Regions from separate parts of the Mus musculus genome. Here regions 1, 3, 4, 5, 6 and 7 are each linked to region 2. The links are chromatin contacts, called in public Hi-C and promoter capture Hi-C maps. All regions are on one chromosome and are shown on one strand. The core of a region is the stretch at or near the end of the contact, and the rest is flanking DNA. Distances in the headings are between cores, read along the strand shown.

Region 1 (4,044 bases), core at 184-2,683, 1.3 Mb before region 2:
CGCATGGGAGGGGAGCAAGTGGAGAGGAAAGAGGGGTGCTGATAGGGAACATGTACTGCTAGCAAATATAAGAAGCACAAAAGCATATATCTGGAGAAAAAAATGATAGGGAAACGGAGGAACCCAGGGGAAGAGGAGCAAGCCCAGGTAGAAGAACACATATTGGAATATAGATATATGCCTAAGAGTGTTTATTTAATACAGGTTTAGGAGGAGAGCCAGGACAATGGGAGTGCTGCCAGGACCTGGAAGACTGGTATAGACATATCCATCTATGTCTAGGCTCTCCTCATTGTAGATGATGATGACAACGTTAAAAGTTATGGGGTGGGCAAAGAGGGGGGACCCTACTTCAGCAGAAGAGCAACATAAGGGAAGAGGGTAGCCTGAACTACAGCCTGCTGAGTTGCAAGGAGACTCTCCAAACCCCTGGTATAATATTAGGGCGACATGGGCACTGGCAGGAGGGACTCTCAGGATCAGATGACCCACATCAGGACCAGGACCTTGGAGGCACTCTATCTTGGCTTGGGGCTCACAATGTCTATTCTTATACTTCCCCTTCCTATCAGGAATTCCACTGTTGGGAGTTTGGCTCTAACATCTACCAGGCTACTCTGAATTGCCAACTACCCAGTCTTAACAAGCACTCTGTCCTCAAGGGTACAACAGCACATCTGGAGAGAGGATCTGTCATGAAGATGCTGGCAGGAGGTCAGGCAAGGAGGGGCAGGTGTCAAAGGCAGTGGAGTGCAGGGGCTCAGGGTAAGGGGAGGTGAGAACTTGGAGAGCAGGACTTGGGTAGCACTAGGCTTTTCTGCACATTGCAGGATCTATGTGCAATAAAAATTGGTGATTAAATATAGATATTCCCATTAATGCAAACATATAGGCACAGGCGCTTGCTGTACAGTCTTCACTGAATTCATTATATTCCATTAATATGAGAATCTCAACTGTTCTGAATAAAAGAACATGTTGTGGGTTAGCTGACATGGCTAGCACAAATATTAACAGCATCTTTATTTACTGACCCTTTAATGACTTTGGCTACTCTTAAGATAATTATTTCAAGATGTGCCTGTCCCAGTATGAATATTAACAGAAGTGTCACCTGCTAATACCAAAATTATGCCTCTTAGGAAGGGAATCACGTTTTTATAATGATTTGTCTTATGTAAGCTATAAGGGAAGAATAGGTATGACAAGGAAGTGAGGGAGAGAGGGAGAAGGAGAGGGAGGGAGGGGAGGAGGGAGGGAAGGAAGGGCCTCCTGCATAACTGGGAATTCTCTAAGGAGATAAGGTTGTAGTGGTAACATGGTCAGTGCCTGTGTGGAGCAGGCCTCAGGGCTTCCTTTCTACTCAGGATGCTGGCAGATGCCGCCAGCCTGAGAGAAGGCTCAGAAACCTCCTGCTGCAGTGGGGGCGTTCTACATCCTGCCTGTTCTGTGCACACTGTGCCAGGCTAGGCCTGCCCTGAGGCTGCAAAGGGAAGCAGGAAGAGGGAGTGAGTTGCTATGGCAACCTGGTTGCCAGGCTCCCAGTTTTCTCAGTCATCCCCGTGGTGCAGACTGATTCTACAATGTGCAAGGTTTTTGTGTTTTCTTTTAAAAGCGAGATCAGGTTCCTAGGTGCTGAGCAGCCAGCATTTAAGAGATGGGGAGGTGCTCTAGGGGTAGGTGGCCTCATGCCCCAGGGAGGGTGGAGGCATGCCAATGAAGTGGGCTTAGCTCACTGCACGTTATAAGGAGCGTGTAGAATGGGGAAAATGTACAAACACAGAATCTGTTAACAGAATCTTGGGCTCTGCAGCCTCTAGACAGCGAGGCTCCTTTGTAGGCAGGGCAGTCTCTAGCACAAAACTAGGCTTGGATTCATTTAAGTTCAGGTATGAACCTCAGCCCTTGCCTTTACAAGTTTCCATAGAATCCTAGATTCTGGGGCCTCTAGACAAAGAGGTCACCCTGCAAGATAGGACAGACTGTGGCACAGGCCACCATGGTATTGTCTTGGTCACCTTATTTCAGAGATCAGAGGGCATACTTGTGTCAAGTGTAGGTCAAAATCACTTGGTGCACTTTTCTTTGCACATAACACGGTGTCTTATTTAAAGCATGTTCACCAGAGTCCTATGCTTTGGGGTGCTAGAGGACTGCCCTATGGTCATTTAAAAAAATGGTCCAGGGAACCAGTAAACAGCCTTCTGGAAAGTACACTGGGAGGAGGGTCTCCTGAAATACCAGGTCTCATCTTCTCATCAACCTGATGAATCACTCTAGGCTTGCCCTTATGTGTTGGTTCTGTGTGTATGAGAGTGAGTGTTAGTGTGTGTTTGTGTGTGTGTGTGTGTGTGCACCTATCTATGAGTCATATATTCACGTTGTGTTTATATTTGTGGCATGCGTATATATCATATATGATATAGTATGTATATGTATGTAGTGTGTGCATGACACTACATATATACACAATTAAACATGTACATGTGACATGTGCATGCATGTGTGTTCATATGTGCAAATTGGTGTATGCATCATGAGGGCAAGTGTGCATGGGTAAGTATGTGTGGCTTTGACCACAGAGATATAGTATGTCTTTCCTGATCTACAAGTTGACTGTAAAGGGAGTACTGCACTCTGGAGATGGAGGGGATACAGATACGAAGTTCCTATTCAGCCAGCCTGTCCTCTGTCTCTTGTCCATCAGGGAGGAAATAAGATCTGGGTTGGAGACCATGATGCCTCTCCTGGGGGTAAGACCATACCGGCCAGACCCATTATAGAATCTAAACTGTTTTGCTCTAGGGGGACCTATGTGTTCATACAGATCAGCATTGCCTATTGGAGACAGAAAAGGAGTCCAGCAATACTTTTTCCTCTGGATAGGAAAGACTGAATGAACATCACATCTTTGTGGAAGGCAATGTTAGCAAATTTATTCGAGTGCAATGTTTGCCTTGGAAAGTTATGACCTCCAAGAAGTCACCTTTCTGTGACAGTTTGATGCTTGTGAAACAGTGTGCCTAGTGTGGAAGCATCCACTCCCTTTCTACTTCTTTCACCAGCTTTCCTGCCTTACCCACTCTGCCACAGGCCATAGGATGCCAAAAGGGACAAACTTAAAACCAACTGTGTTACCAGGTATCCATGGAAGAGGAGCTGGACACCTGACAGACCCACAAGAGCCACCTGGAGCCAGGAATTTGTCTACCTACCGAAAAGCAATAGCTTTTCTTGTTTCTTCACTGTGTTAACACATTTCTCATGTATATAACAAAGCTCTAAGAAAGGCCATGAATTTTACAAATAGAAAACCAGCTGAGCTGAGCAATGACACAGATATTTAATCCTAGTACTCAGAGGCAGAGGCAGGTGGATCTCTATGAGTTCAAGGCCAGCCTGGTATATAGAACGAGTTTCAGGACAGTCAAGGATATACAGGAAAACATTGCCTCAAACAAAAATAAATAAACCTGTTTAAGATTTATGAAGAAAGAGGCAGTGGAGGAAGAGAGAGAAAGAACCAGATAATTTAAATGTTCAAACGAAAACTTTCATTTTGCTCAGACAACATCCCGAGTACCAAAATGACCCTTAAGGTGTTAGAAGGACTTGGAGCCACAGAGCAGGTTCTGGACTGGCCACCAGTAGAGTTACTCTAGACTGGCTGGACTGAGTTGTCTGTAGCTCTCAGGCCATGGCTCCCTTTGCTGCTGCTGCTACAATCTCCAGCCTCTGCAGAGGAACGGTCACATGTCTATCTGTTTGGCCCTACAAGAGCCTTGTGAAACTGGGGGCAGATCTTATTACTGATTTTTCTAGATAAGAAAACTGAAATCCAGAAAGCTTCATTAACTTGCCAAGGCCCATGTAGCCAGGGAGCACTGAGTCTGAGTTCAGGATCTCTGGGTCCCTTGTTCTTTATTATAAAATGATGAGTGTCTGGGACAGCTGAGCTGCTGGGCTATAATGCCTAGAAGGCCGTTTTCTCAGTCACCTGCCCTCATCAGGCTCAGTGCAAAGCAGACATGGAAGTACCTACTG
Region 2 (4,008 bases), core at 941-3,440:
GGTGCTTATCTGAGCCAGTCTGCTGCTGCTTCTGTCTAACTTTTGACCTGGAGAGGCCTGCCTGCCTGCCTTTCTCCCTGGTGGTCCTTCCCTTGGTGCCACCTGCACAGTTTTGTTGATCTGGGGTTGTTACTTGGCATTTCTTCAATGCATATTCTCGCTATGGCTGTTCAGCATCACGGCTCCATCCTTTTAGAGTGAGCCATGAACTGGGGGAATGATACCACGCCTGGGGGACAATGCTGTCGGTAAGTCCTCAGAGATTTCAGTCTTGATCTGGCATAGCCGAGCCTGTGTTCATTTTCCCAAAGGAAGCAGAGCTCCCCGCTCCCCTATGTTCTGTTCATTGGAATCCCCTTCAGAAAAGACAAAGATAGGCTGGGGCGAAGCTTGTGTGAGCACCTTTGAGCATGTATGGGCACACCTTAATTAGGTATTGGTAGGAAGAGTGGAAACCCCCTCTGGTCTCTGAATCTACCTTGTTCCACGAGTGGTTTGTCTCTCAGTAGTCAGTGGTTTGCCTGTTCTGGCTTCTCTGAGGGTTGACATTCTAGACTGGGCTTTGGGGACTCCTGGGACTTCTTCTTACATGCTATTTCCACAGATTCATGCTACAGACAGGGCTGCACTTGTATCCAGTCTCCTCATCATGTGGACGTGCCGGACATTATCTGAAGGAGAAACCAACCAGGAAGTTGGGCTCCACCGTTATGATTTTGATGGTCAGCTCTCAGTTCAAGCCTGGAAGCTTTCTGCAGGGGAGGCAAGAGAGGGTCTACTGAAGGAGGAGCAAGTCAGGGTGAGGGTGCCAGGGAGCATTCATGGGTGGTCTAGCCTCATCCCTTACAAGTCTGCCTCTCAGCGGTCAGTGTGGCGAACAGCATCCTTCTGCATCTTCCCTCTTAGGGGTGGAGTTAGCTGTCGAGTGGCTGGGCTGCCTTCAACGTGCTTGAGTAACATCTTGACATATATGGCAGTCAAATGGGAAAGAGACTCTACCCGGGTCCAGTTAAGCATCCACAGTGTGTGAGACTGCTCTGCTCCAGGTCGGGGTGGGGGATGGGCATGTCTTCGGACCCAGATGGCCCTGGAGAGCACTGAGGAGGTGTCTACATCTCCCTGCTCACCCGTGGCATCTGCTGCCCGTGGAATCTCTCCCTTGCCTCGTGTCCACTTATCCTGGAGGCGAGGGTGAGCCTTGGAGTCTTCTGTGTGAGAGTGCTGCCGTATAACCGGGTAGAGGGTCATCAGGGACGCCCTCTAGCCTAGTTCTCAGTGCTCCGGGGGCTGCCTGAGGGAATTTTTTATCTTCCTGTACAGTGGGATCTGTCTGCCCTCCCTTCTCTCCTCCCCTTCCCTTCTCCAACATGAACGCCTTGACCTCTTGAAGTCAACTTGAGCGAGCAGCTGTATGTTCACAGCAACTGGCCCAGCCATGTCCCAAGCTGGGATGAGACATTTACATGCATATTTTGCATTACAATTCATAACAGTAGCAAAATTACAGTTATGAAGTAACAACAAAATAATTTTACGAATGTAAGTCACCACAACATGAGGAACTGAATTAAAGGGTTGCAGCACTAGGAAGGTTGCGAACCATTGCTCTAGGATGTCTTACAAACTTACTCTCATACCTAGGCTTGCATCGGCATTAATACCTAACTGGAACGGAAGGTGAACCAGAGCTCTGCTCTGCTCTGCACCTTATGGGAGATTAGAAGTACCAGGCACCTTGTAGTTTCCTCTGTTAAGCTCCATTTAGGCAAATTTGTGTTAATATAAAACATAGCAACGGCGTTCTAGCCATTGTTTATACCTGGTACATTTACATTACGGTGACTGCTTTGAAGCAGATCAGGTTAGGTACAAACACCTGGGCGCGGAGCCAGACCTCCGTCCTGAATTCCCTTCCCGAGATTCAGGAGGGAACCTCAGTTCAGACCGGGGGCGGGTGGGGGCGGGGCTGGCTGCGCAGCAGGGCTGTGGCGGCTCAGGCGAGAGCTGAGATTCATTAGGTGCCGCAGTGAGGCGTGACCGGAAAGCTGGCGTGGGTGTCCTCTTTAGAATCCTCTGAGGAGTACAGGCTGAGATAAGATGAGCAAAGAGACAGCCTCGGGCCGTGGGTCAGGGATGTCAATGCATGGTGCCACACTGCCACCCAGTGGGAAAGATAGAGAAAGCCAGAGAGGTTTGCCCAGCTGGAGGAGTGCCGGGGCACTAGCAAATAGTCTCTGGTCGGTCGGTAGGTCTGTCTGTCCGCCTGTCTGTCTCTCTTTCTCTCTCTTGTGCATGTGTTCAAGAACGAGGGAGTATGACAGGGAAAAAAAAGGGAGAGGGAGAGTCAGTAAGAGAGAAAGGGAGAGGAGAGGGAGAGAGGCAGAACAAAGGAGGGCAGAGCAGTGGGGAAGGAGAACTCTAGGCTAGGAAGGGAGGCCAAGGCCATGGTGCCCTTCTTCAGAAAATGGCTCCATCCATACCTATCTCTGTGGTTTTCCACCCTCAAGAGACCACTGGAGTGTGTTTGCACAAGCCTAGTGGCCATTTAGGCAGAGCGAATGTAAAGCTAGTTAGGAACGCCCTGGCCATGGCTGTAGGTGGAGGGATGTGGCATGTCTAGATTCCATGGCCAGCACCTTGAAGTCCCAGTGCAAAGGTTCACCCAGGCTGGTGGAAAAGATCCTGGGAGAGATGGATGTAGGGTACTTCTGCTCTGTCGGGCTCAGCTCTATCATTTCTCTCACGGGCAGCCATTCACCTGGCCGTTCCAGCTGATCAGGCTCTCCTCTCTAGCCTACATGTCACACAGTGACTGAAGGATGTCTGGGAACCCTGAGAGCAAATTCTGTTATTGTGTGCCCACAGGGGAATGTGGCCGGGAGGAAGCTGAGCCCTGCGCTCTCCTAGTTTGCTTCTCCGTGGCTGTGATAACACCACCACCAGAATCAGCTTGAGGAAGAAAGGGTTTATTTGGCTCACAGGCCACACAGTTCATCATGAAGGGGAGATAGGGCTCAAGCAGGAACCTGGAGGCTGGGACTGAAGCAGAAGCCATGGAGGGATGCTGCTTCCTGGCTTGCCCCGCGACTTGCTCAGCCTGCTTCCTTACAGAACACAAGACCGCCTGCTCAGGGTGGCACTACCCAAAGTGAGCGGGTCCCTCCCACATCAATCACACATCAAGAAAACACCCCACAGACTTGCCTATGTGCAAATGTGATAGGGGCAACTCCTCAACTGAAATCTCAGGAAATTCTAGCTGGGGTCCAGTTAAAAACACAAGCAGACAGCTAACCACTGACCCAGTCAACAGGTTCAACCCAACTCACTTAAACAGACCTATTCCAAAGCGGATGCTACTTAAGCTGTAAGTAGAAAGATCAGTTTGGTAAATTCACACAGAAATAAATTGCTGGGAAGCCACAGGAACAACCTGATGCACCGGTTATGGAAGGAACAAAACCCATGAATCACATTGCATACATTGCGTGCAGATCTGTGTGGGTTCCTTGGCTACTGTGGCTGTGGATGCTGTTGCCAGGCTGCTGAGACTGTTGCCATGGAAGCTGGCTTACTGATGTGCCTGTACATCACTGCTTTCCCACACAGAGCCTGCAGGCAAATCTGTGTGTCTCCGTACCTGGGGTCAGGGCCACATGTGATGCACAGATTGTGCACCGCACAAGTCCAAAACAAAACAAAACAAAACAAAACAAAAAAACCCCGTCAGCCTGTGTGCATCTGTGCTCTGCTCTGGAGACAGAGGTCCTGGAAAAGCATGCATTTATCCAGTTTCTGTTTTGGAAGGAAAGTCCCTAAGTGGGATGGTGGCAACTATACACCCAATAATCATGTATAGATTTTACTGTGTAATATCACTCCTACATCTTTTCTTCCTTCCTTCCTTCCTTCCTTCCTTCCTTCCTTCCTTCCTTCCTTCCTTCCTTCCTTCCTTCCTTCCTTCCTTCCTTCCTTCCCTCCCTCCCTCCCTCCCTCCCTCCCTCCCTC
Region 3 (4,156 bases), core at 239-2,738, 1.2 Mb before region 2:
TATCATTTCTTGGGTATGCTGTGGAACCATTCTAAGCCTCATACTCCACAGCTTCTTCTTTTCCCTTCTCTTCCATGCGCAGTGAGGGAGGCCACCCATCTTAGCCTTTTTCTTTCCTCAAACATCAGGCTTTCTGTTTAGTACTGGCTGATCCAGGCTCCAGTGGTGTGCTCAGACCATGGATTAGCCTCTGTCCCAGCCTGGAAGAAGGCTCACAAAGGGTGTCTTTTGCTCTGCACACTGCCACCCCCAAAATGCTCCCACCTGTGTACACACCCACCCACACCCACCACCAAAATCTGCAGAGAAGCCTGCAGCAGGTCATTCAGTGCCCTGTGATGTTTGCGGTATGGGGGATAAAGGTGCGAGTTGTGAGTATGTATGCAAAAGTCTGTCATCTGAATATCCAGGAACAAATGCTGATTTTCATGTCATCTTTGTCAGAGATGAGGCCATAGTTGGGACCAAGGGGATATTTGATTAATTGGAAAGTTTTTTGGTGTGTTGCAATAAACATAAAGACCAAAATCAACTTGGAAAGAAGAGAGCTTATTTGAGTTATAGGTTAAAGCCCATCATGAAGCCGAGGCAGAAACTCCAGGCAGGAATCTGGAGGCAGGAATGTGGAGGCAAGAACTGAAGTAAACAGAGAGGACCGCTGACTACAGGCATGCTTCCAGCTTCATTTTCAGCAACCTTTCTTGTATATACCAGGCCCACCTACTCAGAGTGTCACTACCCGCAGTGTACTTGGCCCTTCCACATCAATCAACAATCAAGAAAATATCACAACAGATACATGGCAACAGGCCAGTCTGATGGAGCCAGTTCTTCCGTATGATTCCTCTTGCCAGCTGACTAACGGCTTAGATCAAATTGACCACTGAAGATACTTAAAACAGAGAGGAAGACGCAGATTATCATTTTGAAGAACAGAGACTGATTATTTTTTTTTGTGCTTTATATTTATATCTTTCTGGGGAAAGAATGGATGCTGGATAACAGGAGCATGTGGAGCCTCGTCCTCTTGTACCCAGAGAGGATAGAGACCAGGTGATGGATATATCTAGCCTCTTCTGCCTGAAATCACATTGGCATCACAGGCTGGCTCTCTCTTCAGAAGGGGCTGGTGTCTGTAGTCATTTTAAATATACTTCAGCTCTCACTGAGGACTCTGTCTTCCTGGCCTTCTACTCCCTCCCTCTATTTTGGGACCAGGCCCCATTATCACTGAGCGGAGTGACATTCACAGCAGGTATAAGCGACACATGGGGATTCATTGGATCCGTTGCACTAATTGGATTTCTGTGCTTGCCAGGCGGATGGCACAAGTAGGAGGTGTTTGAACACGTGAGCACAGAGTGCTGCTTACAGTCCATCACCAAGTAGTAAAGAGACTTGGCAGTTCGAGTGCAAGGTACCTGATAACACACAGAAGCCAGCTCCAGACTAGAGGGATGAAGCCTGTGGTAAGAAAACCTGTGAGGAGTAAAAGAAAGTGGCTTGCCTCCCACATTCTCTCCCTGTAAAATTTATGTAAGAAGCTGCCATTAGCACTAATGAGAGTCGGGCGTGTGATTCTCCCATGAAATGATTGGAGATGAGCTGCATCCCTCACTCTGTGGAGAGTATGGGCTCTAAAGCAGGCTTCCAGCAGGCTGAGTAGCATTGCATGGGTGTTACCTGCCCTCCAGGGTAGTGAAGCAGCAGTACCCAGTAGCTTTGGCCCAGCAGCCTGCTGGGTGAGGGCCTGGGACAGGTTCCTACAGAGTGATACATGGAAAATGTGGGCAAGAGCTGAGTAATTTACAGATCATCCTCTGAACCACCCACCAGCTCACAAAACACCATATTGGAATAGACCCTCTGCTGTGGACTGATTTCACCTCTGCTTCCTCATGAGGCTCTGGGAGGGCTGAGTAGCGTATTGAAGATGTCTGGGAATATCTTCTTCTGTCCACTCACACAGGGTTGGCCCATGCATGCACCGAGACTTCAGCGCTTCTTCCCAAGCCAGTGCTCTAATTCTCATCAAGTCTCTTGCCTTATTCTCAAGGAGCCTCCTGTCCCTGTGTCCCCTTCCATGGGTTTGGATTGTATAGCTCTATGTGAGAGCCCCATTCTCTCAGAGCCAGCTCTCTCTGTGCTTTGTATGGACATCACTCTACCATATACCACTGCACTCTACCTCAGCATTCTCTTCTGCTGTGTCCCTGATGCATGTCTAGGGAACACGCCACTCCCCGAGTGGGACTCCTTCTTCTTCCACAGAGCCACTTTCAGCTTGTGTCTTTGGGGTGCTTTTATTGTGCTGGTCTGCAGAGTTTCTCTGCAAAAATTCAGTGAATATTAACACGATCATCATTACTTATAAGGAAGAACACCGGCATGCATATTACCATGCCCTGTGAACATCTGCCACTAGGCTATGCAAAAGAATCTCTCCCCTCTGAGGGAGCCCCTTCCATTGCCTTCCCCTGTGGCCTTGCCTTCCCTTGCAAACACTCACAAATAAAGGTGTTTTTAAAATACAAAATGACACTACACAAATCTCTGGATCCTGTAGTGTTTTGTGTAACATCATATCTTGAGATGATTGGTTAGGTTCATATAATCGAACTCATTAAAATCTCATAGTGTCTCATGAGATAAATGCAGCACAATTTCTTAGGCAGTCTCCCATGGATGAGTGTTTGTGTTATTTCCCCAAACCCTGCTCTTACCAGTAAAACTTCAGTAAATGTCACAAACATAGTTACACTTCTACTAGGCTTTCCATGTGACAAGTGCCACTTACATTCATCTGACCCTTACCATAGCCCTCAGGGGTATAAATGCAATGATCATGACAGCCATATGAAGGCGCAAGTTGAGTATCTGCAGCAAACATAGAAAGCATCAAGACTGGCCTGTGTCCCAGCATGCAGGCTTTGCACATGCAGCAGTTGAGGAGGAGTCGCTACGCAGGGCAGGCTTTCCCTGAGTTTAGTGATATTTCTAGTGGCTATGCCACACTCTTATAGCACCATTATCTATTTGATGGTGGTCAGTAATCACGTACTCAAAGCTGAGCATAAGATCCCGCTGGAGCAGTGTGAGAATCTTTTCTAATGTGAAACCAAGAATGTCTTCTAAACCCTCTGCCCATTTCCAGTTAATCTTCCTGCCCAATTTAATCTCTTAATCGTTCTGTCTGCTTGCTTGCTTGCTTGTTTGAGATGATTGGGCTTATGAAGCGTAGGCTAGCCTCTAACTTGCCATGTAGTTAAGGATGACCTTAAAATCCAATCTTTCTGCTTCCACCTACTATGTGCTGTGATCTCTGTCACCGTGCTCAGTTCAGTGTCTTACCACATCTGTCCACGTCTATGATATTCCAGCCTTGCTAGTTTGTTTTGTTTTGGTTTGGTTTTTACATGTGCAGAGTTACATCCATGTCTACCCCAGGACTTGGGCCTTTCTTACTTTAACTCCAAAGTGTTTCTGATAAGGGAAAATTCAGTCTTTTCTATATTATCCATGTTCAAAAAGCAAGGACCCCTTCAGACTTAACTGGTGGTTAATGAAGAGTGAACAGTTTCATTTCTAACTCAGTGTTTTGCGTGGATCTCTGCATCTCTGAAGGCTTCATATGGAATATGGCTAACATAGTTTTTATCCTGTACATTACAGTATGTCTAAAAGAAAACTAAGCTATGCATCCAGCCCCTTGTGTGCCCAACAAGGATGGTTCTAGGAACTTCTGGACAATCTGACTGCATGATAGACTTCATAGGTGCAAAGAGAAAGAATATGTTTCCCTAAACATTCTTTGGCAAATGTGTTGCACAATGATTCTAATACTGGACCAAGTTACATATTTCTATTTTTTAAAAATTTTTTATTGATTCTTTGTTAATTTCACATTATGCACCCCAGTCCCACTCATCTTCCCATCCCTTCATATCCACCCTCTGCCCTTACAACCTCACCTCAAAAGAAAATAAGATAAAATTGAAAAAAAAATCTTGTCATGGAATCTGTAGAGTGTCACAGTGTGTCACACAGTATACCCTTTTGTCCACATATCTTTACTTGCAAAAATTCATTGCAATGAGTTATTGGTCTGTTTCAATGTCTCTGGCTTCTGCTGCACTGTCTATACTGGATCCTCACA
Region 4 (3,802 bases), core at 840-3,339, 1.2 Mb before region 2:
ATCTGTGTTATCAGGTGGGTTAATGATGGATCTTATAAGCTCCTGTGTGCACCTGACAATATCTAAAGCTACACAGAATACTGAAGTCTCACTGGATGAAGGTAGTGCCACAGCCAGGAAGTGTTGCTTCCTTTTAAGATTGTTGTTTTTTCTTTCTTTCTAACTTTAGTTTGTTTTCTTATATATTTCTGGTTGTGAGTCTATCCCTTAATGCTAAGCCATCTCTCCTGCCAGAAGTTTGTTTTCTAACCATAATTTCGTACAAAAATTTGGACACACTGGTCTATGTAAGGCAGTGGGGAGCCCAGAGAATACATAACAGGTCTTTGAGAGTTAAGAGTCTAGGTGGCACCTCCAGTTACTCCTCCATTTCCTCAGTGTGAATATAAATGATGACAGTTGCATTACAGATGCATGGATGGAAAGAACAAGAGTCAGCACTGCTAATACGAGGTTCTGTGAAAGTCTCCAGTGTGTGTAATTGCTTGTACGTGGCTTTCCCTCCACTTGGGTGCACTGTGGTGGGGAGGTGTTCACGCCTTTAAGATGATGGGCCTTATAGGAAAAGCATTATCAGGGGGATACAACCACTCAGGACAAGGCCCTTGGCACCTGGCCTTGGGTTTGGAGAACTTGAGCTGCTGAGTCCCCTTCAGCCTCTGCTTTCCTGCCTACTAGAGTCAGGTCTCCATTTCAGGCTCCCACATACAAGGTCAATCACCAAGTCCAGCCTGGGGCATTTTGTAGCAGCAACATGAAATGGACTGGATACTGATGGGAAATGCTGAATGTACCAGTCATGGAGCAGTCTTCCAAGTCATCTTAAATCAGCCCCTCTGGAAGCCTGAATTCTTCCACCTCCCTATACCTCATCTCTATCTCCCCGCCTCTCTAATACATAGGGACACACATCCCTGAGAAGATGTTCCCAGCAGCATCTTCTGAATGCAGCCTCCAACCCAGCCCTCAGAGTCACACTGCCAACCATAAGAAAGCCATTGTCAGCAGATACCACCTCTTAGGTGAGAACTGGCTGGAGTCACAATACTGAGGATCTGAAGGATCCTGTTCCTTACTGCACAGCCGGGCCAGCACCGCTGGCACCTGCCTACAAGCAAGCTACTACCTCCATAGATGTCATCTCTGGGCATATGGAGATATGAGAAATAGCTGCTGTTTCCCATAACTCCTTCACAGATGAGTTTAAGAGTGAATCATGGACGTTTTGGTGGGTCAGCACCAGCCACACTACATATCCATTTCTGGTGTACACTCTGCTCATGTTCCAAAGTGGTTATGTTCATATGTATCTGGTCATCAAGCAAGCTGTCAGGATGAGGTTAATTGCTAAATCCAGACTTGACCTATTCATATCAAAGCCCTTAGAGCCAGAACATGACTTCCTCTCTTTGAAATTAGAATTATTAGAATAAGTATATATATATATATATATATGTATATACATACACATATATATATATGTATATTCCATTGGCCAAACATAAAGAATACATATAAACATATTATGAATATGTTTTTTTTTGTGAATCAAATCCACTGAGTCATGGGGGATGCAGGGGCCCGATGTGTGGCAGACAGCAGCAGACTTTTTTATTATTATTATTTTTATTTATTTATCTATTCTATTCTATTGTATTTATTTATTTTAGGAAAAATGGCCCAGAGACTTTTTAAAATAAAGGATTTACTGTAATAATAAAGGTTAACTGCTACCACAGTCCAAAATGATGGTGCCCAAATGTATCTGCACACATACAGCTCCTAGTACGGACCCAGAGTAGCAGTGATCAGGGACAGCTACTTCACCCAGATAAATCCCTAGGTCTCGACATTTTTTTCTCTTTGCACTGCTGTGGTCTGCTCTCAAATTAATGTTAAAATATGTATGCCCTGACTCGTGATTTACAGAATTGGTGACAAACAGTAAAAAGGACAGGCATGCCATAAAGCTTATGGATGAGGTGACGGCAGGCACAATGATGCCTCATAAAGATCGGAGGGGAGTAAACACAGATAGGCTGGCTAGGTGGCTGTGTGCTCTGAATCCCTTATAAACATCCCATGGCGCGCCCTGCTGCAAGGCAGCCCCGTCGTTAATTAGAACATCCGGCAGACGCTGCAATGTATCCATGCACCCAAGTGGATCTTCATTTTTCACATGCGGGGCCTTACTAATTAAAATCAGCTTTGCAATTAAACGTGGAAAATTGTGTTAAACTTTCAAGCGTGGTTGGGAAAAAATGCAATTATTTTTAGGGTGTTTTATTTCAATGCAAATGAAATTTCTATCTACATGAAGCCAGGGAAAGCAAAGAGGATGGCATAGGGGCTCTCTCTGTTCCTTCTCCCTTTTCTTTCTTCCCCCCCCCCCTTTTTTTTGGATTATGGATGCTCCTCTCAGTTGCAAGCTGCACTGCTCCCCTATCTCTCAGCCAGTACCTGGCTGGGTTCCAAAGCTTTTAGTGAGTGCTCTCTGTCAAGGCATGAATAATATCACCCCGAGGCTGTTGGCAGAATCCAAATGAGGCGTGCATACATCAGGAAGCCAGCCCTCCACTTTAGCTCCCAAGCAAGCTCCTGTGTAGACAGGCAATTATTCACCCACCGGCTGCCCTGGCAATCACGCTGGTGGGTGGAAAGGTGCATGAAATGGAAGAGAATTTGAACAAGGAGTACGCACAACAAGCTAGCGAGGATCCAGTAATTTCCTAATAAAAAAAAAGAAAAGCTACCATTTGAAGCTTGTAAATTTAAAAATGGGAACTGAAAGATTTAGCTCAGTGTTTGCTAAATTGGTGAGGGCTGAGATATAGCTGTTCTCATCCCCTAACTTCAGGGTGCTTGTGAAGTGCTCAGAGACGGCAAGCCTAAGTTATGCTTAACGTATTAGTTAAGCAAGAACCCATGCTTCACTAATGACTCATGTAAACAATATCTCAGTAAAGAGTTCAGTGTAAATGAAATTGGTTAACTCTCAAATCAGTCCAGAAGGCTCATGAAACACACAGGTAGCAAATATGTCCAGGCCGTGAGCCCCTTATTCTCCACCCCTGGGGATGTGGGAAGCTTTTATAGAAATCAGTTATGCACAAGCAAATCTAATTCATTTCAAGAATATACACATAACGTTTTTGTGAATAAAGTTAAATTCCAGTTCTTACATAGTATTTAAACCAACCTGTATTAAATATTATTTCAAAATTTTGTTGGGAAAATTAAAACAATGTTAATAAAAATAAAGTAGCAGGGATTTTTAAGGATGAAAATAGATTTCTGTGGGAACTTTTGGACATTTGGCTTCATAGCTCATGTCTCAGGGATGGTTCATAAACACTCCAGATGAATGATGGCGTTTGCTGATGAGGCATTTGGGCCACACCCACACCGTCAAGGCTGGCAATTGTTTCTTTCACTTGTTTGCCATCCAGCCAGAAAGAACCAGCTTTCAGCTTTCGGAAGGACACCTGAAATGTCCAGAGACAGGTTCCACCCTGTGCCTGTGCAATGCTAGGGTCTTCTGAAGCCTATGAAGGGCCATCTACACTTGCAGAGTTGCTAACAAAGAGCCACTTGCTGAGATGCTAAACCTTGGGCCCTCACCTGCTTGGTGAGGTCAGGAGGAAGCCACAGAGCAACTTGCTGAACGTCACACTGGTGAATTACAAATGTCCCATTTCCCATACTCTGGCATGCAAGGAAGACCTAGTCTTTGTCACTTTAAATGCCTGCAGGTCCTACAAGCCAGCTTGGGCACATTGGGTAGAAAGTGCAGTGGTACCCA
Region 5 (3,595 bases), core at 938-3,437, 1.4 Mb before region 2:
TGTCTGTAGATGTAACATCTGGTGCAGATGATGGAAAGCAGATGGATGCTCAGAGAGTGTGCTCCCCCATGCTTCTAGGTCTCTTCCCAGAGAAAGCCTTTTTTAGGCCTATTTCACACACAGCAAGGAATACTTCAATAACCTCTTGGGGAAGTCTACTATCTTCTCTTCATCTCTGTCTCTGATCTGATCTTTCCTTGCCAACCTCCAAAGATATACACCCTGGATACGGCATCCTGGGGACTGATCATCCTAGCACCTGGGAGAGACCCAGGCAGCAGAGACATTGAGGAAACTGAGGGCCACAACATTTGCTTTCACAAACAACAGCCCAGGCTGAAGAATCGTTCTACAGATAGATTTCCATGTTAGCCAGCCTCTAGCTTAGCCAGAGTTACTGTCACTGTGATGAAACACCATGACCAAAGTAACTTGAGGAGGAAAGGGTTTATTCAGCTTATATTTCCCCATCAAAGTTTATCATCAAAGGACATCAAAACAGGAACCCAAACAGGGCAGGAATCTGGAGCCTGGAGTGATGCAGAGGCCATGAAAGAGTGAGTGATACTTACTGGCTTGCTCCTTGTGGGTTTTTCCAGTCTGATTTCGTATAGAACTCAGAACCACCAGTTCGGGATGGTACCACCTACAATGGGCTGTGCCCTCCTCACCAATCACTAATTAGGGAAATGCCCTAACAGGCTTGCCTGCAACCTGATCTTATAAAGGCATTTTCTTAATTGAGGCTCCCCTCCCCCTCAGATGACTTTGGCTTATGTCGAGTAGACTTAAAAATATCCATCACAGACTTTTGATCTATAAGGTCCCTCTCTGGCCCTGAGCTGGGGCTTGGACCCTCCCCCATGGATAGGCTAGCCCCCACATTCCATGTAATCTTGGGGATTTGGGTAAACATTGGAAAAGTGTTTCTCTTCTGGAACTCTGGCCCTTGCTTTACAGAGCTTCCAGCAGCTCTTGACTTCAGCAGACCTCTGGTGGTCTGGGCATGGCCACTCCCACTAGTAGGAGCCTGAATGTCAACAGAAAGAGTGCCAGGCTGGTACAGCTGTGCAATAACAGCAAGTCTAGTGGAGAAAACCATGAGGCTGCCAGCCTGAGTGTCCTTGGTGGGTGAGCTCCGCACAGCCCAGAGCTGTGTCTAAGAAGCTATTAGCATTCAGTTATGGCCATGGGAGCTTTCCTCATAAATCGAGGTTCACCAGCACACCACCAGGAACCACATTCCAAACCTTCAAGTAAACAACACACCTCACATTTGAGTCAATATGAACATGGCTTTTCGAGTTTCTTCTGCTAACCGCGGAATGGATTAGCACAGTCCTCCCAGGACCAGGCTTTCCACTGAGGTGTTTGTGGAGAGGCCAAGTAGCTGAGTAGCTATCAGGAGGACAGTCCATCTGCAGAGCAGCAGGACAGACAGCTCATCATGCCATTTCTCCTCCCCATCTCCCAGGGTCTCCACCATGCCAAGCTCCATAGGAAAGCTATGCTTCAGGGACAGGCAGAGGGGTCCCTGGACATCAAAACATGTAGAGAATGACCATAAAGGAAAACCCCATGATGAGAAACACTCTCCTCTAGGCAAACCATTACCGTCTTCAAGGTTTGGTGCAGAACGCAGCCCAGAGCTGTTCACTTCAGTTGAACCTAAACTTTAAAGTGTCTCTTTTGACATTTCAAGGAGGTATCAGTTTTAGGAAGACACCATCCCAGGCCTTGTCCCTGCAGAGACATGGAACAAGGCCAACCCTCCCTGGCCCCAGATCCTGCCTACTGGGCAAATAAAGCTCCAGGTTACTACAGGAAGCCAAGAATACAGACTCCCCTGGAAAGTAAAGGCAGGCCACTGGCATGTGTGAGCGCCTTTTCTGCCTCCCTGCCTTAGTTGGGCCAGGCATTTCACTAAGCGCCTCACTTAACTCCACCAGGATATTCTGAAAGGATGCTAGGTCCTCCCAAATTAGCTGGGAGCCTCATTAATACCCAGCCTCCATGCTTACCACCCCATTGTTCAGGGGTACCCACTTCATCTGTGGGACAGCTGTGACCACAGTGTCTCAGCCTTCTTTGGCACCTCTCCCTGGAAAGTACCACAGCAGAGACTTTGGCCCTCTAGTCCCACATGGCTCACAGGGGCTTGGAGAGAAAAACAAAAGTCTTTTGTTGGAAATAGGCTTTGAGAGAGCAGGGGCCTCCCTGGCTCTTTGCTCTGGCTGCCCTGCCAGGCCACCCTAAGCTGCCTAGCTACACATTTCCCACGCTTCGTGGCCTTTGTGGACACTGTACTGAGAAGGCGGGTGTTGAGGTTATCCCAAATCAATGAGTCATTCTCTAAAGATGCATTTTCTGTCCAAAGAGGACTCCCCCGTGTACCCCCATGCACTGTATACAAGCACAGAGAGACACATACTCATGTGCATGTACACATACACACACACACACACACACACACACACAAATGCACACACACTGGACTAATAAAGACTGCATTTCTCTGCCCTCAGGTCAAGGCTAGGTCACTGTGCACAGGGAGTTTCTCACAGGAATGTCCATTTCTACACAGCAGGAGGATCAAGTCTAACTCTAGGTCCAAGCAAGATCTCATTTCCCAAGAGACAATCTGGTTTCTTCCCAAGCCACAGAGGCTCCAGCTGGTTATAGGATGAATCAGGGACCATGTTCTCCCTGGCATCCATGAGTCCCTGGGACATGCATTCTGTCATCAACCTGGCTGATAGTCACTGAAGTCCCTGAACTGTTCCTTTGTGGCCAGAGACACTTGGGTATACCCACATGGAAATCTAGATCACCTTGTTCATACCCAAAGATACAGGTAGGGAAACTGAGGAAAGCAAAGTCTATTATCCTTGTCTAATTCTTCCTGTGAACAGCAGAGAAAGACTGCAGACCCCAGCTGGAGCTGGCTGTCAGCATGTGAGGCCAGCTGGTACAAATGATGCTAAGCCAGGGAGACAATAGGCCAACAGGGAGGCTAAGGCAGGGAAGCATGACTGGGTCATGGTGGGTAGTGGGGTAAGGAGGGTAGCTGGGACCAGAGGCTGGGCTGGTGAGCAGCTGGGCAAAGTTGCCTGAGCTCTGCTCTAGGTAAAGCACTCTTCTCTTGCTCCAGGTACAGACAAGCAAACTCAGTCTGTGGCTGGCATCCTCTACTCCAGCCTTGTACATCTTTAAGGTCTGTAGTGTGCCCTGAATGCATAAGTTGGGATCTCAGACCCAGCACCCAAGAGTGTAACTGTCCTTGGAAGTAGGAGTTTATAGTGGTGATTATGTTGAAAGGAAGTCACTCTGGTATCCAGGCAACTGGGGTCCTTACAGAGAGGTCAGGACACAGAAAAATACAGAGGGACCATCACGTGAAAACACTGGAAAAGATGCCCTTCACAGGCCAGTGAGGGAGTCTCAGGAGACAGGAAGCTGCCAGCATCTTCATCTCTAACTTTGGCCTTCAATGGTGAGAAAACATCTGTGTTGTTTGAGCTGCCTGTCTGTGTTGCTTGGTTATGACAGCTTGCTTTGAGTTGGATGGAATTTGTGTGGGTCTCTCAAGTCTTCC
Region 6 (3,870 bases), core at 376-2,875, 1.1 Mb before region 2:
GCGTGTGCAGAATGCTTGCTTACTTCAGCTTGGGCAACACAGAAGGTGGCATAAGACAACTGCAATGTTAGCCGGGTGTGGTGGCACACCCCTTTAATCCCAGCACTCAGGAGGCAGAGGCAGGCAGATTTCTGAGTTCGAAGCCAGCCTGGTCTACAAAGTGAGTTCCAGGACAGCCAGGGCTATACAGAGAAACCCTGTCTCGAACCCTCCCCGCCCCCCCCCAAAGACAACTGCAATGTCATGAGACAGTGCTCCTCAGAGAGAGATTGCACATAGTAGGCCAATTCTGGGAGAGTATCCTTTAGAAAATGCTGTCAATGAGTTTCCAGTCTAAGCATAAGTGACTGGTAAATGGACCCAGGGCAGGAGTCCTGAGCGGGATAGCAGGCCCTCCCCTTGCAGCAGGTACTGGATATAAAAAAAGTCCCCATTACAGGTGAGGAGAGGGACCACTGTAGCAGCAGGACCAGCCCACAGTTAAAGGGCCGAGCTGCTGGGAGCAAAGTGGCACTAGATTCTAAACTATTAATAACACTGTGCCTCCTCTTTCTGTTAGTACAGTGGTCACCGCAGCCCTGTGAGGGAGGCCACAGTATCCTGTACTTAAACGGCATGGGAGTCAGAATGTGAGCTTCACAATGGGTGGGTGGCCACAGCGTCTGTGCTGTTTCTTGATCAAAAGCCAAGAAAACATTGCACCACTCTACAAACACAGGTGGGGTTGTACCTGGAAGTGTCATCGTAGCTTCCCCCCCCCCCCATGAAATGCCAGCGAAACACATCTGCTCCTTTTATGAAGTGTTAGGAATCACGCTGAGTCATGAGATGACAGACAGCTGGCTGTTTGGTCTGTCAGATGCACGAAACACAATTTCTACCAAAGGGAAGGTGCCCTCCACAGCACACAGGCTTCCCCCAAGGCTCTCCTGTTGTTCCACAAACAGGAAGTAGTGCTGGGGACACTAGGTGCAAAGATTGGCTTCCCCAACAGCACTGAGCCAGGGAATCTGAACCGGGAGTTTCAGCCCCTGTCACTGAGCATACAGGCTCTGCATCCCCTCCAGGCTAGAGGGATGGGCAGCAAACACTTTTCTCCAAAGGGATTCCATGCTTCTGGCTGGTTGTCTGTGCTGGGGATACTCCATCATGCCCTGGCTTACTTCCCTCTTTTTTCCTTCCCTTCCCTGGATATGGATGTCAGCTGGTGAGGTCCTCCTGATGACACTTCCAGTGCCGTGCACTCAGAGGCCTCCCTCACTGACTCCTGTTTCTCCACCCCCTGTCCCTGTTCCCATACCATCCCTCTTGCTGTTCCTGTGGGATTCACTCTCGGGAGAAAGGCCATTGGTCATGAGATGCTCTGAGCTTACTACGGGGTTCACTATGGGTTGCTGAGCCCAGAGCACCAGAAATAGCTCCTTTGTGCACAGTCCTTCACATATGGCTAGACAAAACTGGTTTTGAAGCTCTTCTATTTAAACATATCCCCATGTTACACTTGCGTGTGGCTCCCAAAGAGACTTCTGCACTCTGCAGGATATGTGCTCGCAGCCGGAGAGTGCTCCGTGAACACTCCCATCTGTGCCTAGCTCCTAGGCTGATCTCAGTCTCTCCTCACAGAGATGGGAAGGAGCTGAATCCTGGGCAGGCTGCCAAAAACTAAACACTGGACAAAGGGACATACAGGCCTCATTTTCCTGTGGCCTTTAAGAGACAAAATTACCTTTTTACCAGTACAAATATTTTATGCTTTTCAAATAATATGAACAAAAAGGAAATAGCTTTGTGCAACTCAGGAGTTAGGTTACATGGTATTGTTTCTGAGGGTCACACAGACAACCTAGGCAGAGTTCAAATGAATGGTTGCAGTGGATTATTCGGAGCCACCAGTCTCACCTCATTCTACACAGTAGGTAGTTTCTCTCTCAGTGACTGTCTAGTGATGTGTGGAAACACATGATGTCACAAATGTGGAGAAAAGAAAATTGCTTCTGGTACCCAGAGAGCAAAGGCTGGGATCCTAGGACACCCTGGGAAGAACTGGAAGATCCTTTGACTATCAGCTTATGCATGGTAGCCTTTGCAAAAACCAGGATTTATCCTCTTGTCTGCTGCAGTTGGGGACATGTGGCCATGCCAAGCCACAGAGGGAGCAGGATTTGCAATGTTTTTGCTTCTATCAGTGCCTGTGAGGACATGAGGAGATGCCAACAGCTGTTAAAGTTAGATGGCCAGGCCTGAAGTGACCTCCTGGGAGCCAGGCAGCCTGCTGACGGCTGAGAGGTCTGGATACTCCCACAGCAAGCCCAGCCCAGCAGGGACCTCAGAACTCCTCATAGCACCAGTAGGCTAAACAATAAAAGCACTGGTGACCTGGAAACAAAGCTAAGACTGCACAGACAAGACCCAGTGGCTTCCATCCCCCTCCCCCCAAAGGTAGGCAGGCTAGCTCCTTTGTTCACTCTCACTGTGACAGCGACAGGATTTCTTTAGCCCCAGCGGCCACTCGCTAGTGGAAGTTACTAAATCACAGGAGCAGGTGCGGTTTTGCCCATCCAGTGTTGACCTTCCTGCAGAAGCAGATTCAGTCCTGCTTCTCAGCAGACCATCTCGGGATTTTCAGCAAGATGAAAGATCTAGATATAGCCCTTCAGAGGAAGGGCAGCTTCCCTTTTTGGCCTCTTTGTTTTTATTCAGTTTGAAAAGCATAAAAGGAAGTCTGGAAGACCGAACATTGGAAAACCATTCCCTAAACCCTGAAAGCTTGGTAAGGCTTACCATGGAATCTCAGGAAAAAGTACCCAGAAAAAAACAGGGTTTTCACAGAAAATTCCCTGTGCTCACATTTGCAGCCCTTGCCTGTTACATGGCACAAAGACTTATTCACAACCAGTCTCAGATCCTGTTTGTCATTTGCTGTTGAGGCAAGGTGGCTAAACTGCCACCTGCTCATCCAGACCGACTGTTTCCCTTAAACGATGGAAGTGCCATAACACAATGGAGGCAGTATAGCTGCTATCTCTGTCCAGTTCCTGGTCTCTGCAGAACTGAGAGCCGTGGTGCAAGGGAAGAAGGTTTAGAGTTTAAGAAAGTCTGGGACCGAGTTGATGGTGATGAGATGCATCTGTGAAAGATCTGGGTGTCATAGCCAAGCAGGGCTGGGCCCTCTGCTACCCAGGAGAAGAAACACATGCTTATGCTCCAGGAGATAAAATGTGAGGACTGGGAGCTGGGAGGGAAATGGGAGCTATTCCTTTCTCACCTCACTTTAATTCACCTCACCTCAGCTCACCTCACCTCACCTCACCTCACCCCACCCCACCCCACCTCACCTCACCTCACCTCACCTCACTTCTCCTCACCTCACCTCACCTCACCTCACCTCACCTCACCTCACCTCACCCCACCCCACCCCACCTCATCTCACCTCACCCCACCCTCGTCCCTTTCCCAAGATCACCTCAGCTCATAGCTCCCCTCACACTTCCTCCCCTCATTCTCATCTTTCCCCTTACCCCCATGGTCACCTCAGCACATATCACCTGCATCTTCAGCTCCATCTCAGCTCACCCTTAGCACACCCCTCATGCTCATCTTCACCCTACCTTACCTCACTTCACCCTTAACTCACCTTCATCTTTACCCTCATCTCCCCCTTACCTTCACTGTCACCCTCACCTCATCCTCATCTTTATCCTCACCCCATCTTCTCCTTCGTCTTTATTCTCATTCTCACACTCACATGACCCCAACCCTCACCTCACCCTCACCTCACCCTCTCCTCACTCTCTCCTCATTCACCTCACCTCTCTTCACTCACTCCGCCTGACCTTCACCCTTCTTCACCCTACCTAATCTTACCTTATC
Region 7 (3,900 bases), core at 729-3,228, 1.2 Mb before region 2:
GAAGGAAGAGCTCAAAGGCTGCCTGTCTTCTGTCTGAACAATTTGGGCATGCACAGTGGTCAAATGTCTCTGGGTTAGCAGGGGCTGGTTAACTGTGGCACTCACCTGTCTCTCATTTAATTTGACCTGTGGTAATAATATATTCACACATCTCATCGGCTTGAAGAAACCTGAATAAGATGTACTCAACCTCAGAATACTTAAAGTGTTTTTCAAAGTCCATGTTAAGCATGACGGAAACCCTCTATTTCATCAGTACCCATTTGGCTTTCACTCAGAGAGCAGTTGGGATTTGAATCTCTATTCACAACTCTACACAATTGCTATCATCTGCATTGCGAAACATAGATAATAATAAATGAGTTTTCAAACACATTCCCCTTTGGTTGGATGGTTAATGGATGCCATTTCACATCTGTCCTTTGTTTCCATGATTCAAATGCTAGAGAACTTTCAGAGTTTGATAATGATTTGGAGGAATGAGGCATATCGACTAGTTACAAACACCAGCTGACTAAAGCCGAGATACTGAACCTCTGGTGCTTTCGCTATGGATTTTATGCAGAAAAGGTTCATGTTAGCAAAAAGAGATTTGGAGCTCAATATAGCAATAACTGAAAATAGCATCCCACCTGGAGTCAACAAATATTTAGGATCTGACCCACTCTCTAAACAGCAGCATGTGTTAGTTAGAGGGCATCACTTGCTGTGTGAACCAGATTCTGTGTCTCTCTGGACACAAACCTCTTCATTTCACCACACTCTGCCTGCACCATTTTCCTTATTATAAGGGTAAAAATGTCATCAAAGAACAGAAAAAAAAGAAAGAAAAGAGAGCTAGCAAACATAATCACAACTGTGGGAAGGCTAATCACAGATGTACACCTTGCTGTTGACTGGCAGCTCAGCTTTTAAGGGTTAAGGACATCTTGTTCTCATGAGTTTTTGGAAATGTGATTTTTTTTTATTCTTTTGATTTATACACTTTTCATGGGCTATCACTAGGTTGTCCTTGGGAACTACAAAGCTATTCTATCCATACATAGCAACAGTGATATCTTGGGTAATTGTCACTATTATCTATAGAGTATCAACCATGAGATGAATTTTTAAACCAGGATTTAGAAGTGGAGAGTATGTGCCACAAGTTGAAAAATTAAAAAACTTAAACATTATATTTTATTTGTGTGTCTTTGATGATGTGTAGGTACATGTGCCACAACATGTGTGAAGGTCTGAGGACAGTTTAGGGAGGTTCTCTTTTCCCCCTATGTCTAAGTTCAGTTAGGAAAGTGGTCTGTGAAAGCATAAGGTTCTGAATTTGATCCTCAGCACCCACATAGAAGCCAAGTGTGGTGGTACATGCCTGTAATCTCAGCACTGAGGAAATGGCAATGGGAGGGTCCCTGGGGCTTGGTATCCAGCCAAGCTAGCCTAATTACTGAGATCAGTTCAGTGAGAGATCCTGTCTATAAAACTAAGGTGGGAAGTTATAGAGGGAGACACTTATGTTGTGCTCCGGCTGCCATCTATACATGTACACCTGCACACACATGTATACCCACATGGACACACACAGGAGGAGGACGTCACTGACTGTAATAACCAGGGGGGAAATCCTGTCGAATCCCTGCTGCATCTCTAAGGTCAGAAATGACTTCTGCGCTGGAAAAGGACAAGGCCCTCATGAGCCTTTTACTAGCAGATGGGAGGTGTAATGCTGTTAACCCTCCCTTTACTCACCGCAGGATCATCCTCAGGGTTTTGCCTGCCCTGCTTTCTACATGGCGTGGCTAAGGAGTCCATCTCAGCCCTTTACTATTGTTCTATGTCACCTTTCCCCAAGAAGATGAAAAGAAAATGGACAAGCTGCCCTACACAGTATCCCAGCCATGCTGACTCATGAAGCTGAGGAACTAACTGTGAGACAGGGTTGGCCCCTTCTCTGTCTGAGTACCAGGAAAGTGCCAGGCTTTCTCCATCATGTGTAGCAGGCCTGCCTCTCACAGGGAAGTACATTGGGAGAACACTGCACATACTCTGGTGCTCTAGGGAGGCAGATACGACATTAGGAGTTATGCAAGTGGTCTCATCACTCTCGCTGCGTAGTGACCTTTCCGAGTCATAATGAACTCATCTGTATGGCAGGGATAATTATCTGCCTGCCCCCTTCTCGCAAATTCCCACAAACCCCAGAGTGAGGCACACAGACTACATGTATTTCAAATGCCTGGCATGGGTGCTAGTTGTTCTCTGATCCTTTCTCTCCCAGAACAGATGCCTGGACAAGCTAGCCTATTCAAGGAGGGAATCTGGAAACGCTATGGGGAATGCATCTGAAGACAGAGAGTGCTGCACGATTTGGCCTGTCTTCAAGTTACTAATACTCAGTGTCATCTGAGGCCGCGTGAATGACAGCGCAAATGTGGAAGTGGCTGAGAAAATGACATTTAGGGCCAAAACCCTTACAGTTTAATAGAATTCCTATGGTTACCAGTATTTAACTGTTTCCAGGCTTCCCCTAAAGTTAACTCCTAATTATGTGGACTAAATGGAGGCAAACAGGCTCCAAGTCATTAGCAAACCGATTCTAAACAAGCACCCTGTCTTGGCCTTGACTAGAATGTCATGGTAAGTGTTTAGAATCCCATGTCTGGTTTTCCGTATTCAGATAATTTACCAGATTGTTGTCTTTCTGCCGAGGCTACCATTGAAAAGACTCCATCATAACTATGGGTCTTGGCAAACAGTCCAGAATTTTCTGTACTAGTCAAGGACAAGAAATGAGGTACAAATATTCTAACTTATAAAACTTTCAGGAGTCAATATTACTTGTTTCTCTCTAGTGATTAATGTTCTCTCAAAGTCAGGGGATACATTTGTGATGAACAAAGCATTTTCCAGAAAATAAATGCACATGTTTATGTTCTCAGTAAAAAGTAGGAACATGGATACCACAGTGTGCTGAGAAGAGAGGATATTGTGTTCCCTCTGTTGCACTGCGCTTGAGATTAGTCATCTCATAGAGTACCAGGGCCAGGCTGAGACCCGGGCCGCCTCCCAACCTGTCCAGGCCCAGGTGTTCCGAGGCAAATCAGAATTTTCATATGGGAATGGAAATCAGAGAAGTTTAGGTTGATCTACTTCCAAAGGATGAAAACGAGCCTAGAGATAGAGGTGCTTTTGTGGCTGAGCCCAGATCTGCCTATGTGATCACCAGTCAGCTACCAGCCTCCTTGTTAACTGGATTACACAAGTGATTTTTCTTCCCGTGAGGGCTTTATAAATGCTGTTGCCACAACTCACCTCCTCTAAGTTTGACTGTTAGAAATATTTTTATACTACACAGAGAGCAGACAGAATCACTTAGTTGGAAGATTTTCCTAGAATGGCTGGAACTCCATGCACTGGCTTTGTAGTAGAGTTTGTCTCTAAAAAGCGTGTCTGAAATAGAACTTTTAAAATATCTGGTACTGATCAAGTCACATACAAACATATTCCACATACCAAATCTCATACACAGTGAAGAGCAGGGTGTGTGTGTGTGTGTGTGTGTGTGTGTGTGTGTGTGTGTGTGTGTGTCTGTATGTGCGTGTACCCAGTAGAATTCAAAACACAAAGCCCAGTCCTATGGTCTATTTGTCCTTCCTAATCTTTGTAGAGACCCCAAGAAAGGTTCTCTAGTAGCTACTACTCCTGAAAGGCAACAACAGAAAGCCACAGATCACATGTGTTCAAGTGACAGAACTGAAAGACTATACTGGGATGCTGTGCAGATTTGCTTTACCGGTCTTCTGCACTGCCTGTTTCCATAGCAACCAGACTGCAGTCTTCTTGGAAGAGGAACACAGTGAGCTTGGTGCAGACAAGCAGCTAGACACCTAGATTTTTCTCATCAGA

Evidence for each region. Promoter capture Hi-C pulls out the DNA fragments that hold promoters and counts their contacts. Hi-C and Micro-C count contacts between places; a contact is called where the count stands out from the background.
Region 1: a contact with region 2 is called in a Hi-C map of cortical neurons. The contact joins two enhancer-like sites. A contact is called at or near these places in 8 of 39 promoter capture datasets (the 3T3-L1 cell line, the HPC-7 cell line, cranial neural crest and 4 more), 4 of 15 datasets of contacts at CTCF or cohesin (embryonic stem cells, large pre-B cells, pro-B cells and 1 more), 45 of 484 Hi-C or Micro-C datasets (the AML12 cell line, B cells, the Ba/F3 cell line and 32 more), 5 of 115 datasets of contacts at active chromatin or transcription factors (astrocytes, bone marrow-derived dendritic cells, differentiating embryonic stem cells and 2 more) and 2 of 9 other capture datasets (adipose tissue and liver).
Region 3: a contact with region 2 is called in a Hi-C map of cerebral cortex, with 4 times the contacts expected there. The contact joins two enhancer-like sites. A contact is called at or near these places in 5 of 39 promoter capture datasets (the 3T3-L1 cell line, cranial neural crest, frontonasal cranial neural crest and 2 more), 1 of 484 Hi-C or Micro-C datasets (cerebral cortex), 1 of 115 datasets of contacts at active chromatin or transcription factors (bone marrow-derived dendritic cells) and 1 of 9 other capture datasets (liver).
Region 4: a Hi-C map of the N1E-115 cell line shows a contact between it and region 2, with 3 times the contacts expected there. The contact joins two enhancer-like sites. A contact is called at or near these places in 6 of 39 promoter capture datasets (the 3T3-L1 cell line, 3T3-L1-derived adipocytes, embryonic stem cells and 3 more), 1 of 484 Hi-C or Micro-C datasets (the N1E-115 cell line) and 1 of 9 other capture datasets (liver).
Region 5: a Hi-C map of cerebellum shows a contact between it and region 2, with 4 times the contacts expected there. The contact joins two enhancer-like sites. A contact is called at or near these places in 1 of 39 promoter capture datasets (the 3T3-L1 cell line), 1 of 15 datasets of contacts at CTCF or cohesin (pro-B cells), 10 of 484 Hi-C or Micro-C datasets (B cells, the N1E-115 cell line, cerebellum and 5 more) and 1 of 9 other capture datasets (embryonic stem cells).
Region 6: a contact with region 2 is called in a promoter capture Hi-C map of hippocampal neurons, with 9 times the contacts expected there. The contact joins two enhancer-like sites. A contact is called at or near these places in 2 of 39 promoter capture datasets (hippocampal neurons and liver), 2 of 484 Hi-C or Micro-C datasets (cerebral cortex and cortical neurons) and 2 of 115 datasets of contacts at active chromatin or transcription factors (astrocytes and differentiating embryonic stem cells).
Region 7: a Hi-C map of cerebral cortex shows a contact between it and region 2, with 4 times the contacts expected there. The contact joins two enhancer-like sites. A contact is called at or near these places in 4 of 39 promoter capture datasets (cranial neural crest, liver, maxillary cranial neural crest and 1 more), 13 of 484 Hi-C or Micro-C datasets (the HPC-7 cell line, cardiomyocytes, cerebellar granule neurons and 8 more) and 1 of 9 other capture datasets (liver).

The regions. Positions count from the first base shown.
Region 1 is chr12:29,870,045-29,874,088 of GRCm38.p6, reverse strand. The region is part of intron 18 of Myt1l (myelin transcription factor 1-like); the gene reads right to left. Among named protein-coding and RNA genes, the nearest start is that of Gm46346, 43 kb to the left of the region's middle. Within about 2 kb of position 1,433, at least 83 of the 459 cell types and tissues checked have an H3K27ac peak or open chromatin away from gene starts, as enhancers often do. A contact at or near this core is called in the N1E-115 cell line, cerebral cortex, cortical neurons and 2 more, where this site is marked.
Region 2 is chr12:28,587,688-28,591,695 of GRCm38.p6, reverse strand. No RefSeq gene overlaps it. Among named protein-coding and RNA genes, the nearest start is that of Allc, 7.2 kb to the right of the region's middle. Within about 2 kb of position 2,190, at least 93 of the 459 cell types and tissues checked have an H3K27ac peak or open chromatin away from gene starts, as enhancers often do. A contact at or near this core is called in the N1E-115 cell line, cerebellum, cerebral cortex and 4 more, where this site is marked.
Region 3 is chr12:29,738,008-29,742,163 of GRCm38.p6, reverse strand. All of the region lies in intron 4 of Myt1l (myelin transcription factor 1-like), which reads right to left. Among named protein-coding and RNA genes, the nearest start is that of C630031E19Rik, 54 kb to the right of the region's middle. Within about 2 kb of position 1,488, at least 22 of the 459 cell types and tissues checked have an H3K27ac peak or open chromatin away from gene starts, as enhancers often do. A contact at or near this core is called in cerebral cortex, where this site is marked.
Region 4 is chr12:29,788,243-29,792,044 of GRCm38.p6, reverse strand. All of the region lies in intron 8 of Myt1l (myelin transcription factor 1-like), which reads right to left. Among named protein-coding and RNA genes, the nearest start is that of C630031E19Rik, 100 kb to the right of the region's middle. Within about 2 kb of position 2,089, at least 65 of the 459 cell types and tissues checked have an H3K27ac peak or open chromatin away from gene starts, as enhancers often do. A contact at or near this core is called in the N1E-115 cell line, where this site is marked.
Region 5 is chr12:30,035,458-30,039,052 of GRCm38.p6, reverse strand. No RefSeq gene overlaps it. Among named protein-coding and RNA genes, the nearest start is that of Gm15691, 22 kb to the left of the region's middle. Within about 2 kb of position 2,187, at least 68 of the 459 cell types and tissues checked have an H3K27ac peak or open chromatin away from gene starts, as enhancers often do. A contact at or near this core is called in cerebellum and cerebral cortex, where this site is marked.
Region 6 is chr12:29,700,541-29,704,410 of GRCm38.p6, reverse strand. The region is part of intron 3 of Myt1l (myelin transcription factor 1-like); the gene reads right to left. Among named protein-coding and RNA genes, the nearest start is that of C630031E19Rik, 16 kb to the right of the region's middle. Within about 2 kb of position 1,625, at least 76 of the 459 cell types and tissues checked have an H3K27ac peak or open chromatin away from gene starts, as enhancers often do. A contact at or near this core is called in cerebral cortex, cortical neurons and hippocampal neurons, where this site is marked.
Region 7 is chr12:29,822,394-29,826,293 of GRCm38.p6, reverse strand. All of the region lies in intron 9 of Myt1l (myelin transcription factor 1-like), which reads right to left. Among named protein-coding and RNA genes, the nearest start is that of Gm46346, 91 kb to the left of the region's middle. Within about 2 kb of position 1,978, at least 15 of the 459 cell types and tissues checked have an H3K27ac peak or open chromatin away from gene starts, as enhancers often do. A contact at or near this core is called in cerebral cortex, where this site is marked.